2 separate regions of the Sus scrofa genome follow, and region 2 is linked to region 1. Evidence: chromatin contacts called from public Hi-C data. All regions are on one chromosome and are shown on one strand. The core of a region is the stretch at or near the end of the contact, and the rest is flanking DNA. Distances in the headings are between cores, read along the strand shown. Region 1 overlaps RAB11FIP4 (rab11 family-interacting protein 4). Region 2 holds the start of KSR1 (kinase suppressor of Ras 1).

Region 1 (5,907 bases), core at 924-3,423:
ATGCCGGATCGTTAACCCACTGAGCAAGGGCAGGGATCGAACCCGCAACCTCGTGGTTCCTAGTCAGATTCGTTAACCACTGCGCCACGACGGAAACTCCTGTCTTTCTGTATTTCTAATTTTCCAAAATTTTCACAGGGACGTATATTTCTTTATATTATGGAGAAACTAAGAGAAAGAGCAGTTCCTGCTGTGGCTCAGCAGGTTAAGAACCCACCATAGCATCTGTGAGGATGCAGGTTCAATTCCTGTCCTCACTCAGTCGGTTAAGGATCCTACTTTAGCCCAGGCTGTGGTGTAGGTCACAGATGTGGCTTGGATCCTGTGGCTGTGGCTGTGGCTGTGGCGTAGGCTGGCAGCTGCAGCTGTGATTCGACCCCTAGCCTGGAAGCTTCCATATGCTGCAGGTGCAGCCCTTAAAAAAAAGAAAAGAAAGAGGTTTGCTTCTGTTTGGGCTTCTATTCAGGTCTGTCTCTCCTCATTAGAGGACTTCAGAGGAACTCTTGTGGCACAGAGGGTTAAGAATCTGGTGTTGTCACTGCTGTGGCTAGGGTTGCTCTGTAGCTCGGGATCGATCCCTGGTCAGGGAAATGTCTGCGTGCCGCGGGTGGAGCCAAAAAAAAAAAGAAAAAGTAAAAGGACTTAAGAGACCTGGGATTTTTCTAGCTGCGTTTCTAAAATCCTAGGAGACCTGGTCATTTCTTTAACCCATCCCTCAGGGGGCTCTGTCCAGGGGGCTGGTCTGATTGGCCCATTTGTCGAGGTGGCTGCCCCGACCCCCATCAAAGCCCCCAGGGTACAGCGGGCCCCGCTGGGAACTCCCCCCACCCCACCCTGGTCTTCCGGCTGCAGGAGCGGCAGCGCATGTCCGACCGGCTGGAGGACACCAGCCTGCGGCTCAAGGATGAGATGGACCTGTACAAGCGCATGATGGACAAGCTGCGGCAGAACCGCGTTGAGTTCCAGAAGGAGCGGGAGGCTACGCAGGAGGTGGGTCCCAGGCCAGCGGGCGCCAGGGCTCCCCCGACCCCAGCCCCCCTGCTCCTGCCAACCAGCCTCTCTCCCCCCAGCTCATCGAGGACTTGCGGAAGGAGCTGGAGCACCTGCAGATGTACAAGCTGGACTGCGAGCGGCCGGGCAGGGGCCGAGGCTCGTCCTCCGGCCTGGGCGAGTTCAGCGCCAGGGCCCGAGAGGTGGAGCTGGAGCACGAGGTGAAGCGGCTCAAGCAGGTGGGTCTGCGGGGTGAGGTGTCTGGGTGTCCCCACCGGGCGGGCCTCCTGCGAGGGGCCAGGAGCTGGAGCACCACCTTCCCCCACGCCGCTGCCCGCTCCTCCTGATACCCTGGGCCTCGGGGCTGCTCATCCCCGTCTCACAGCTCGAGCAAGGCAAGTGGACATCCCAGGTCCTCCCTCAGCAGCCACGAAGAGAAGCAGACCCCAGTCCTCGGTCCTGGGCACGAGGGCTGGAGAATGAGACTCCCCAGCCCCGCGTGCAGCCCTTGCTGCCTTGGGTTCTCCCACAAGCGGACCCCGAGCCCACGATTCCATGTCACATGGTTCCCAGACACCCTCCCATGACTGGAGACCAGTTGGGGGTGGGGGAAGCGGGGTCCAGAGGGACATTGACCTGGTGAGGGCAGCCCTCGCTCAGACCTCTGAGTTGGCTGCCCGGGATGCAGAGGGGCTGGAGGTTCTGCGTCCCCAGCAACCCCAAACCCCAGCCCTTCTCAGCCATGGGGGGTGGGGGGTCGGGGGGACGCCCAAGGTCCCAGGTGCCAGCAGTTAGGAACTTTGAGGCAAAAGCAAGAGTCACGGGGCTGGTAAGGAGGGCCTGGGCGGGCTGTACGCAGGAGCAAGGGCGCCCTTGGGAGGAACTCCCAAGAGCGGGATTCCTGAGCCCGGCTGCAGGGGGAGCTGAGAGCATGAGCAGACCCGCCAGCCCAGGGACCCAGAGCATGCTTTTCACCCAGGGCCAGTGGTGGAGAAGGAGCCACTGGGTGGGCAGTGTCCCCACACAGGGCCTCTGAGCCCCCTCTTCCGGCTCATCTCCCCCTAGGGAGGAAGGAGCGGCCAGGAGCCATGCTTCTGTCCGGAAACTTGGCTCCCAGTACAGGGCTGTAGCGCCTCCTCAGAACCCCAGGACCTCCCAGCATCTAGCTCTCCTCCCAGGCAGGCGTGGCAAAGGCCACGTCATCCGTGGGTGTCCTGAGCTGCCTGTGACACTCCCCTGCCAAGGGGGAGGGTGCTGGTGGGGGCTAGGAGCCAGTGGATGCAGAGATGTGGGTTCTGGATGCCCGGGGAGTTGATGTGGCCTCTGTCCCCTCCGCAGGAGAATCATAAGCTACGGGATCAGAACGACGACTTGAACGGGCAGATCTTGAGCCTCAGCCTCTACGAAGCCAAGAACCTCTTTGCCACCCAGACCAAAGCCCAGTCTCTGGCTGCGGAGATAGACACGGCCTCTCGCGACGAGGTAACGTGCTCACCCGCTCTCGCCTCGGAGCCCGGCCCCGTGTCTGTGAGTCCCGCCCCATCCCCCGCCTCCATGGTGAGCCCCGGGCCGCCCAGAGCAGGAAAAGCGGGCCAGGGCCTGGCCGCTCCGAGTCCCCACCTGCGATGACCCCGAGCGACAAGGGCAGAGTTGAATCAGCTCTGGTTTCCTGTACGTGGTGGGGGAGCACGGGCTTGGGAGCAGAGCGGAGTTTGAGTCTCCACTGTGCCAGGAACGGGCTGAAATGGCCAGTTGATTTCATCAGCATGTGATCCAGGGGAGGCTGGATGTGCCCTGGAGCCAGGCCAAGGGGGGAGGATACTGGCTTTTCCTGGGCACCTGCTTGCATGTGTCTTCATTTAATCTTCTGAGAACTCGAAGGCGTTCTGAGCACGTTCCTGTCACAGATGGGGAGACCGGGACATGAGGTCAGCCAGCTTAGGGAGGGAGAGGGACCCAGGTCTCCGGCACCAAAGCCCACACTTTCTGCCCCACTGGGGTGTGCTGATGAAAGATCAGCCCTCCGAGGAGCTCTCACTGGGGCACAGCGGGATCCTCTGTGTCTTGGGAGCGCTCGGACAAGGCTTCTGTCCCCACCTCGGCACAGTGGGTTAAGGATCTGGTGTAGCCGCAGCTGCAACTTAAGTCAACACTGCAGTTTGGATCTGACCCCTGGCCTGGGAACTCCAGATGCTGTGGGGTGGCCAAAAATGGGAGGAAAAAAAAAAAAAAAGATCAGGCCTTGAAATACCTAGGTTAGATTTCACCGTGAATCGTAAGAGTCGGTGAACCCCTTACCCTGTGCTTGGGCACCAGCCTCCAGCCCGCAGGCAGAGGCAGCATTTCATTTCCATGAAGGACACAGCAGGAGGGGACCTAGAGGACAGTGTTGGGACCGGGCGGTGGTGTGAGGGACAGTCCATCCTGATTATAAAGGCCTCCGGCCAGTGTTCTCAACCTCTTCCACAAAATCACCCCTCCTGGACCCCTCCACGGGCCAGCCGTGTGAGAGTCCGTGGGAGGGAGGCCTGGGCCTCTGTGTATTTAACACTCCCTGGGTCTGACACCAGAGACTTGTGCCCCGGCTTCGAGGGCGGCGGTGGGTCTTGGGGCCCTGGCCCCGGCCTGGCCTCTGACCTGTCTTTCTGGTTCCCTTCAGCTCATGGAAGCCCTGAGGGAGCAGGAGGAGATCAACTTCCGGCTGCGGCAGTACATGGACAAGATTATCCTCGCCATCCTGGACCACAACCCCTCCATCCTGGAGATCAAACACTGAGACAAGGGGGGCTGGCTGCAGAGCGGCCTCGGCACCCCCGGACCCCGGGATTCAGGGCCAAGCCCCGCCTGAGGATGCGGCCCAGGCCGGGCCTCACGTGCACACTGTAAAGTGACTCTGGCCACCGTGTGATGTGTACTGGTGTGTGTCGGGGGAGGGGGGGGGAGAGCGTGGCTGCGCGGCCGTGGGCGCCCTCTTGTGCCGTCGGCCGTCCCTGCACTTCGCGGTCCCTCTGCGGGGGTGGGGGTGGGGGGGCAGGGGGTCCTGGAGGGGGGCGGGGGCGAGGTCGGCCGTCAGGAGCCGCCCTAAGAACCAGAGCCGAAGCTTGGGTGTCAGATACTGGACGAAATGATTCTACCTCTGGGGCCAGGATGAACAAGTCCTTGCGTGAGACGGGCTCTTCCACCCCATCCCTGCGTCCCCCGGGGGCGTGGGAGCCGAAGGATGATCTTTTCCGGGAGGTCCAATGCCTCACCAACCTCTTCAGCCCCCTTTCAAGCCCCGGTGCTGGAGCTCGGAGAGGAGGAAGGGGTGTTAGGAGGGGGTGGGTGGGGTCCTCTCGAGCCCCTTCCCCCAGCCCGCAGCCCCCGTGATGCTGGTGCCCCTTGTGTCTAAAGGACTTGGGCTTGCGGAGGCGCTGGAGGGGCGGGCGCCCTTCGTCCTGAGAGATCTTGGCGTTTTTCGGGTTCTCCTCCGTAGATGTCCCCGTCCCTGCTTCGCTCCCTCTCCCTTTCTGTCTTTGCTTTGTTTTTTAAGGCAATGAACAAATTCACGCGAGTGAATATCAAGGAGGAGAAGGAAGGGGGAGGGGCTGGGGGCCGAGGCTGGCTAATGCCAGGGGAGGAGGGGTCCTTGGGCAGCCAAAGACACGGTTTTCGGGAGGGAGCACGCCCACGTCCCCCGTCAGCATCCTTTGCGGTGGCTGCATTTTGAGAGAGAAGCACGGATGGAGCCTCTGACAGCGCCCCGCAGTTTGGGAAAGGGCCTCGCGTCCCTGTCCCTGGTGGTGGCCTTGGGTCTGGATTTTCGGAATCCAGCCTCTGGGTTTGGCACGGCTGCATAGCAAGGCCCCTGGGTTCCAGGCTTTAGCAACACACCTGTATTTGGTTCTCAGCCAGGGGAGCAAACACGGTGCGGGGGGGAGAAACGGGGAGCTTGCAGGGCAATCTTGGTCCCCTCTTGGTGCCACGGGGTGGACATCACCCCCTGGAGCTTTGGTGTGGCCGTTTGTCCTAGAGGGCTGGGTGTAGAGATGGTACTTTTCTCTGAGTTTTCCAGTCTGTCTCAGTTTTGTGTGGCTTGTGATGCGCTTTCTGAATCCACATGCACATAAACATGTATGGCCTTCACCCCCTGCCCATGTCTTGTTCCCTTCAGCCTTTGCAGTGGAAAAACACAAGTCTGGGCATGTTGGGGAGGCGTGTACGCAGAGGAGAGAGGGCGGGAGAGGGTGAGGAGGGGACCTGGGGACTCCGGCTTGTTCCTGCTCACAGAGCAGGGCTGTGGCCTGCACTGATGTTCCTTCCCTAACAGGTACCTTTTGCTCTGGTTGGATTGCCTGAGTTCTTTACACGCATATGCATGGGGGTTGTTTCCTGCAGCAAGTGCCAGGGCCACATTGGTCTGATCCAGGACTTTGGGGCCGCCCACACCGGGAAAATGAGGGCAGGGGCCAGTCTTCTGGGAGTCTCTCAACCCTTCAAGACACTGGTCTCCTTGGGGCGCCTGAGGGTCTGTGCAGAAGCAGTAGAGGAAAGACGGCAACAGAAGGAAAAAAGGAAGGAAAGTGTGTCTCTTGAGGATTTGCTAATCTGAAGGGAGCTAGGGAAAGGAAAGATGAATTAGGACATGGCCTTGGTCTGGGGGTTACATGCGAAGGAGTCTTGCAAAGAGGCCAGCCAAGTCCGGGTCCTGGTCTATGGGGGCCTCGCCCCAGGCATGAGCATTTTATGGGTGACACTTGATATGCCCTTCAGCTGCCCTGATGTGGGTGGGATTGGAGGGAAGGCCACCTAAGTGAATCAATTATTTGGAAAGGAGGTGGGAACAGCTGTCGGCCTCAAGGGGGCGCCACGGGAGCAGCCTCCTCCAGGAAGCACTCATCCAGGCCCCTGGGGACCTGGTCTCTGGATCTGGGCTGC
Region 2 (5,907 bases), core at 2,223-4,722, 560 kb before region 1:
TTAATGGCAACCTCTGTGCCATATGGAGGTTCCTGGGCTAGGGACCGAATCCAAGCCACAGCTGCGGCAACGCCAGATCCTTTAATCCTCTGTGCTGAGCCTGGGATCGAACCTATGCCTCTCCAGTGACCCACACCGCAGCAGTCAGACTCTTAACCCACTGCCATGGCAGGTACTCCCAAGAATAGCTCCTAATATGTGCCAGGCATTTGATACACACCATCTTGCAGCAACTCTGAGAAGAAATGTTTTCATTCTGTTTTTATAGCTGAAGAACCTGAGCTTCAGAGACGCAAGAAGATTTGCTGAGGGAAGGGTGGAGGTGGGGTATGAACTCAGATCTAGCTGACTCCAGAGCCTGTGAGGCTCCTTTCACTACAAGTCACTATCTCACCAGAGGACAGCCAGGCCACCAGGGGGGACGGCGAGGTTAGGGAGATCAGAGCTATCCTGCTGCTCAGAAGGGGGTGCAGACCATCCAGAACCATTTCCCAGAATGCACAGGCGCAAACTCCATTCCCATGAGCCTCTGTCCCTAGGCATGGTGGAGGGAAGGCCGGGAATGGGCTGTCTCGAGATGCCCTTTGCTTTGCTATTTGTGCCTCAGAGCAGTGACCTTGAAGTCCATCTAGCCCAAGCTCCGATCGGGAGGTAAAACCCCATCCTGCCACCCCCCAAGGTCCAGCTCTTGCTTGAACACCTCCAGGGACAGGGAGTGCCCTTCCCAAGAAGGCAGCCCTAACAGGCTACCCCTTCCACATTGTATTAGCTCAAGCCCTCCGAGCCCTCATCAGTCCCTTGACAGAAACAGGGCCACACATAACAGGAATTGGCTTTCTCTGGCTCTGTTCCCAGCAGCTCTTGCCAGACCTTCCAGGACTGCCCTGCAGGTGTGTCACAGGTGCTCCGTCTTGGAGGCATGCTTCCCAAAACTCAACCACCCACTTTAAAAATGCTGACTTTTGGAGTTCCCGTCGTGGCGCAGTGGTTAACGAATCCGACTAGGAACCATGAGGTTGCGGGTTCGATCCCTGCCCTTGCTCAGTGGGTTAACGATCCGGCGTTGCCGTGAGCTGTGGTGTAGGTTGCAGACGCGGCTCGGATCCTGCGTTGCTGTGGCTCTGGCGTAGGCCGGTGGCTACAGCTTGATTCGACCCCTAGCCTGGGAACCTCCATATGCCGCGGGAGCGGCCCAAGAAATAGCAACAACAACAACAACAACAAAAGGCAAAAAGACAAAAGACAAAAAAAATAAAAAAATAAAAATGCTGACTTTTCAAAAAACCAAATCTTCAATGTCCATGGGAGATATGAAGCCACCACACTGTCATAAAGCCACCATAGATTAACTGTGCTGATGCGCCTTCTGGTACATTCATGAAATTGTCCACTCCTGGGATTCCAATCCCCCATATCACCTTTTCCCCTTGCCCTACCCTTGAACTTAGGTTCTTCAAAAGTCTTTTCTTAGGACGACTTCTTCCCAAGAAGCCCTAGTGCAAAGAGACCCTCACGAATATTCCCCTCCAGAATGACAACTGGTGCAGCTACTACAGAAAACAGTATGAAGATTCCTTAAAAAACTAAAAATAGCGTCACCATATGATCCAGCATCCTACTCCTGGACATATATCCAGATAAAACTATAATTCAAAAAGATTCATGCACCCCTATGTACACAGCAGCATCGTTTACAGCAGCCAAGATATGGAAACAACCTAAATGTCCATCAACAGAGGAAGAGATATGACGATGTGGTGTGTATATACAATGGAATACTACCAGCCATTAAAAAGAATGAAATAATGCTATTTGCAGCAACGTGGATGGACCTCGAGAGTCTCGTACTAAGTCAGAAAAAGACAAATGCCATACGATATCGATTATATTGGAATCTTTTTTTTCCATTGTACCCACAGTATATGGGATTCCTCGGCTAGAGATGGAATCAGAGTCACAGCTGTGACCTATATCACACCTATACCAGATCCTTAACCCATTATGCCACAACCGGAATCCCTACAGAATCTAAAATATGATACACACACAAAAATGACACAAATGAACTTATCCACGAAACAGAAACAGACTCACAGACATAGAGAACAGATTTGTGGTTGCCGAGGGGAAGGAGGGGTAGAGAGGGGGAAATTGGGAAGTTGGGACTAGCAGATGCGAACTATTATATATAGAATGGATAAATGACAACGCCCTACTACACAGCACAGAGAACTACACTGAATATCCTGTGATAAACCATAATGGAAAAGAACGTGAAAAAGAATATATACACATATAACTCGATCACTTTGCTGTACAGCAAAAATGAATACAGCATCGTAAATAAACTATATCTCAATAAAATAAATTACAAAAAAGAAAAAAATCTTCCCCTTTAATCCTTCAGGCCTGCTCTGACAGGCCTAGATCCTAGAGTAAAATCAGCCTAGGCAATAGTAATGGCTAAAATTCACTCATTCATTCATTCATTCAATTCATTCAACAAGTATTTCCTGGGTTCCTAGTTTTCACCAGACAGTTTTCTAGATGTTAGAGATACAGCAGTGCCCAAAGAAAGACAACAGACAGAATCTCTGCCTTCATGGAGCCCAAATTCTGGAAGAGTCTCTAGTGCTTATCAGACGCCAAGCTCTGCTATAAGCATCTTCTGAGTCCGAACTCATTTAATCCTCACAATAACTCTGTACGTTATTATACACCCAGTTTACAGGTGAGGAAATTGAGGCAACAAGATAAGGTACCTTACCTGGTAATAATAATGACCATCATTTCCTGCGTCCTTTCGCCACGTCAGCCGTGGGGGGAAGGGGAGGTATTTTACTGGAATGAGTCTCCCTGCCTCCTGGGAGCCTGGAGGGAAAGCAGAGGAGAGAGGCACCCATCCAGAGGGGCCGGCACTGGGCGCAGAGGGACACCTCCTTGCAAAGCCAGTCAGCTGGGTGCTCAGTCCACGCTGGGGCTGGGTCACCACCCAGTAACTTCAGGCTCCACCTGGGAAGCAAGTGGAGCCCTCAGCTTCTGTAGCTTCCAGGGGGTGACACTGTTTCAGGGCCCAGAAATGATCCGAATCTGGGAAATATTATTGTCTGCAAACCTTGTACTGGAAACATCACGGGGGAGCAGGTTGGCAGCGAGGAGGGAAAAATTAATACCTGCGTGTCTGCAGGGAAAATCACGGGCCTGGGGGGCCCAGAGTGCTGAGTTCCAGTCCCGCGCCTCTCAGGATGGGCTGCTCTGCCTTGTCAAAACACACCCCTCTCCCAGGTCCGGATTTCCCCATCTGTGACCGTTCGGGGTCTGATTTCGGGCAGAGGGTAGGCAAGAGCAAGGTCAGAGGTCTTGTTCTGCTTCCCCTGCTCCTCATCAGCCAGGGAAGGGGGTCCCGGGGGTGGGGGTGGAGGGCGGCCAGGGAAGCGGGCTCCGGCTCTGCTCGCGCGTCCGGGGAAGGCGGGCTCGGCCGCCCCCTGCCGGCCGGGAAGCTCCCAGCGGCCCGAGATCCAGGTCTGCTGAGCTGGGCACTGGATTATGTCACTCGGGAGAAAGGAAATGAGTCATCACCCCCCGGGGGCCTTAGGGCGGCCGGGCCAGTGAGGAGTCGCGGCCACAGGAACCCGGGACAATGGCGGGAAGTGAGAGGAATGTGGGCCTGGCTGCAGCAGCGCGGGCCCCCTCCGTGACCCCTGACCCCAACCCAGCAGAAAGCCTCACACTCCGGGGGGGATAGCTGGGGGCGGGAGGGCAGTTGGAGGCAGCCGGGTGGGGTGGCTGGAGGACGATGGGGTAAAGCCATATGGGGGCGCCCCAACCTGAAGAACCGGCAGGTCATCTTTCCATCGGCCTAGCCCGGCCCCCTAGTGGCTCCCCATTGTCCCTGGAATAGTGCTCAAACTTGACGGAAGATCAGAATAATCCCATGGGCTGGTTAAAACCCAGATCTCCAGGCCCCCCACCAGAGTAGGTCAGGGCTGGGGCAACAGCAGTGCATTTTTAACAAACTCCTAGTAGCTGATGCTGAGGCAGGAGTCCTGGGACCACGACCCAAGCCACTTAGCTGGCCTATTGTTCTGTGTGTCCAGCCTCACCTCTCTCCACTTCCTACCTCCTGCACACATGCTCTAGCAAGACTCAACTACTTGCTCTTTGCTATTTCTTTCTTCTGTGTGTTTACACTGGCTGTTTCCTTTGATGGAAATACCTTCCCCTCATTTCACTGCTGCCCAAACTGGCTGACTTCTACCAACACTTAAAAATCTCCTCCATGATGTACATCAAAGGGCACAAATAACAGAGTGAAGAGGCCGCCCACAGGTCAGGAGAAAATACTTGCAAACTCTACACGATAAGGGGTCGCTATCCAGAATATATAAAGAACTCCTATGAACCAACAACCAAAAAACACGCCACAGGATTTTTAAACGGGCAAAGGATTTGAATAGACATTTCTCCAAAGAAGATCCAGGAATGGCCCATAAGCCCAAGAAAACATACCCGATATCGCTAATCTTTAAAGAAATGCAAATCAAAACCGCAATGAGATACCACTTCACCCATTAGGATAGCTATTATGGAACACCAAGTCATCTGAAGTGTTGAAAAGGATGTGGAGAAACTGGAACACTTGTGCACTGTTGGCGGGGACGCAAAATGGTGTGGCTGCTGTCAAAAACAGTATATGGTGGTTGCTCAAAATGAGGAATATGATCCAGTGATTCTATTTCTGCATATATACCAGAAAGAATTGAAAGCAGATACTTGAAGAGATATTTGTACTCCCATGTTCATAGCAGCTTTATTCACAGCAGCTAAAAGGCAGAAGAAATCCAAGTATCGATTGACTGAAAGGATAACAAAATGTGGAGTATAAATACAATGGAATATTATTTAGACTTAAAAAGGAAGGAAATTCTGCAGTTCCCACTGTGGCGGATCCAGCCTTGCAGCAGCTGTGGCATAGGTCACAGCTGCAGTTTGGATTTGATCCCTGGCCTGGGAACTTTCACATGCTTAGGGTGCTGCCCCCCCCCAAAAAAAAGGAAGGAAATTCTGACACATAATACAACATAGACGAACCTTGAAGACATGAAGCTAAGTGAAATAAGCCAGTCACCAAAGGACAAAAATGATAAGTTTCCACTCATAGGAGGTACCGAGGCAGTCAAATTTTAGAGGCAAAAGAATTGCCAGGGGCAGAGTGGGGAAGGGGAGGTTGGGGAGTTACTGTCTAATGGGTAGTTTCAGTTTTTCAAGTTGAAGCATTCTGGGGACGGATGGTAGTGACAGTTGCACAGCAGGGTGAGTGTACTTAGAGCCACTGAACTGTACACTTAAAAATGGCTATGACGATAAATTTTAGGTCATGTGTATTTCACCATAATTAAAATTGGAATTTAATTAAAATTAAAACAGTCTCCCTGGCAGCCTCTGAGTGCCTGCTTCCCTTCCCCTTCCAGAAAAGATCAGGCCTTCTTATTTGCTCCCAACATACCTAATACCTCCAGGAAAGCACGTGTCACACACTGCAGAGGTTTTGGCATTTATTTTTGTTCACACATTTATTGTTAAATGGACAGTGGGCTCCTTGAGGGTGGAAAACCGCTCAATTCTTTGCCCTCCGCACATAAAAAAGTGAGGTGAAGAGTTCCATCTGTGGTGGGGTGGGTTAAGAATCCGACTGCAGCAACTTGGGTCACTACTAAGGCACAGGTTCAATCCCCAACACAGAACAGTGGGTTAAGGGATCAGGCATTGCAGCAGCTGTAGTGTAGGCCACAGCTGCAGCTCAGATTCAACCCTGGCTGGGGAACTTCCATATGCTGTGGGTATAGTCATAAATTTTAAAAAAAAATGAGGCGAGAATTTAGTAAAGCTTTGACCCACAAATGGATG

What was found. A called contact is a pair of places that touch in the nucleus more often than the background predicts.
Region 2: a contact with region 1 is called in a Hi-C map of omental adipose tissue, with 1.6 times the contacts expected there. The contact joins the promoter of KSR1 here to the enhancer-like site in region 1. A contact is called at or near these places in 4 of 47 Hi-C or Micro-C datasets (embryonic fibroblasts, fetal heart ventricle, omental adipose tissue and 1 more).

Annotation. Positions count from the first base shown.
Region 1 is chr12:43,364,882-43,370,788 of Sscrofa11.1, reverse strand. RAB11FIP4 (rab11 family-interacting protein 4) reads left to right here. Exons shown (of 15, transcript XM_005669074.3): 12 at 853-990; 13 at 1,071-1,229; 14 at 2,329-2,517; 15 at 3,650-5,907. The coding sequence ends at 3,766. Among named protein-coding and RNA genes, the nearest start is that of TRNAT-CGU, 20 kb to the right of the region's middle. Within about 2 kb of position 2,173, at least 9 of the 83 cell types and tissues checked have an H3K27ac peak or open chromatin away from gene starts, as enhancers often do. A contact at or near this core is called in omental adipose tissue and subcutaneous adipose tissue, where this site is marked.
Region 2 is chr12:43,924,787-43,930,693 of Sscrofa11.1, reverse strand. It overlaps KSR1 (kinase suppressor of Ras 1), which reads right to left and starts at 3,472. Exons shown (of 19, transcript XM_021067472.1): 1 at 2,768-3,472.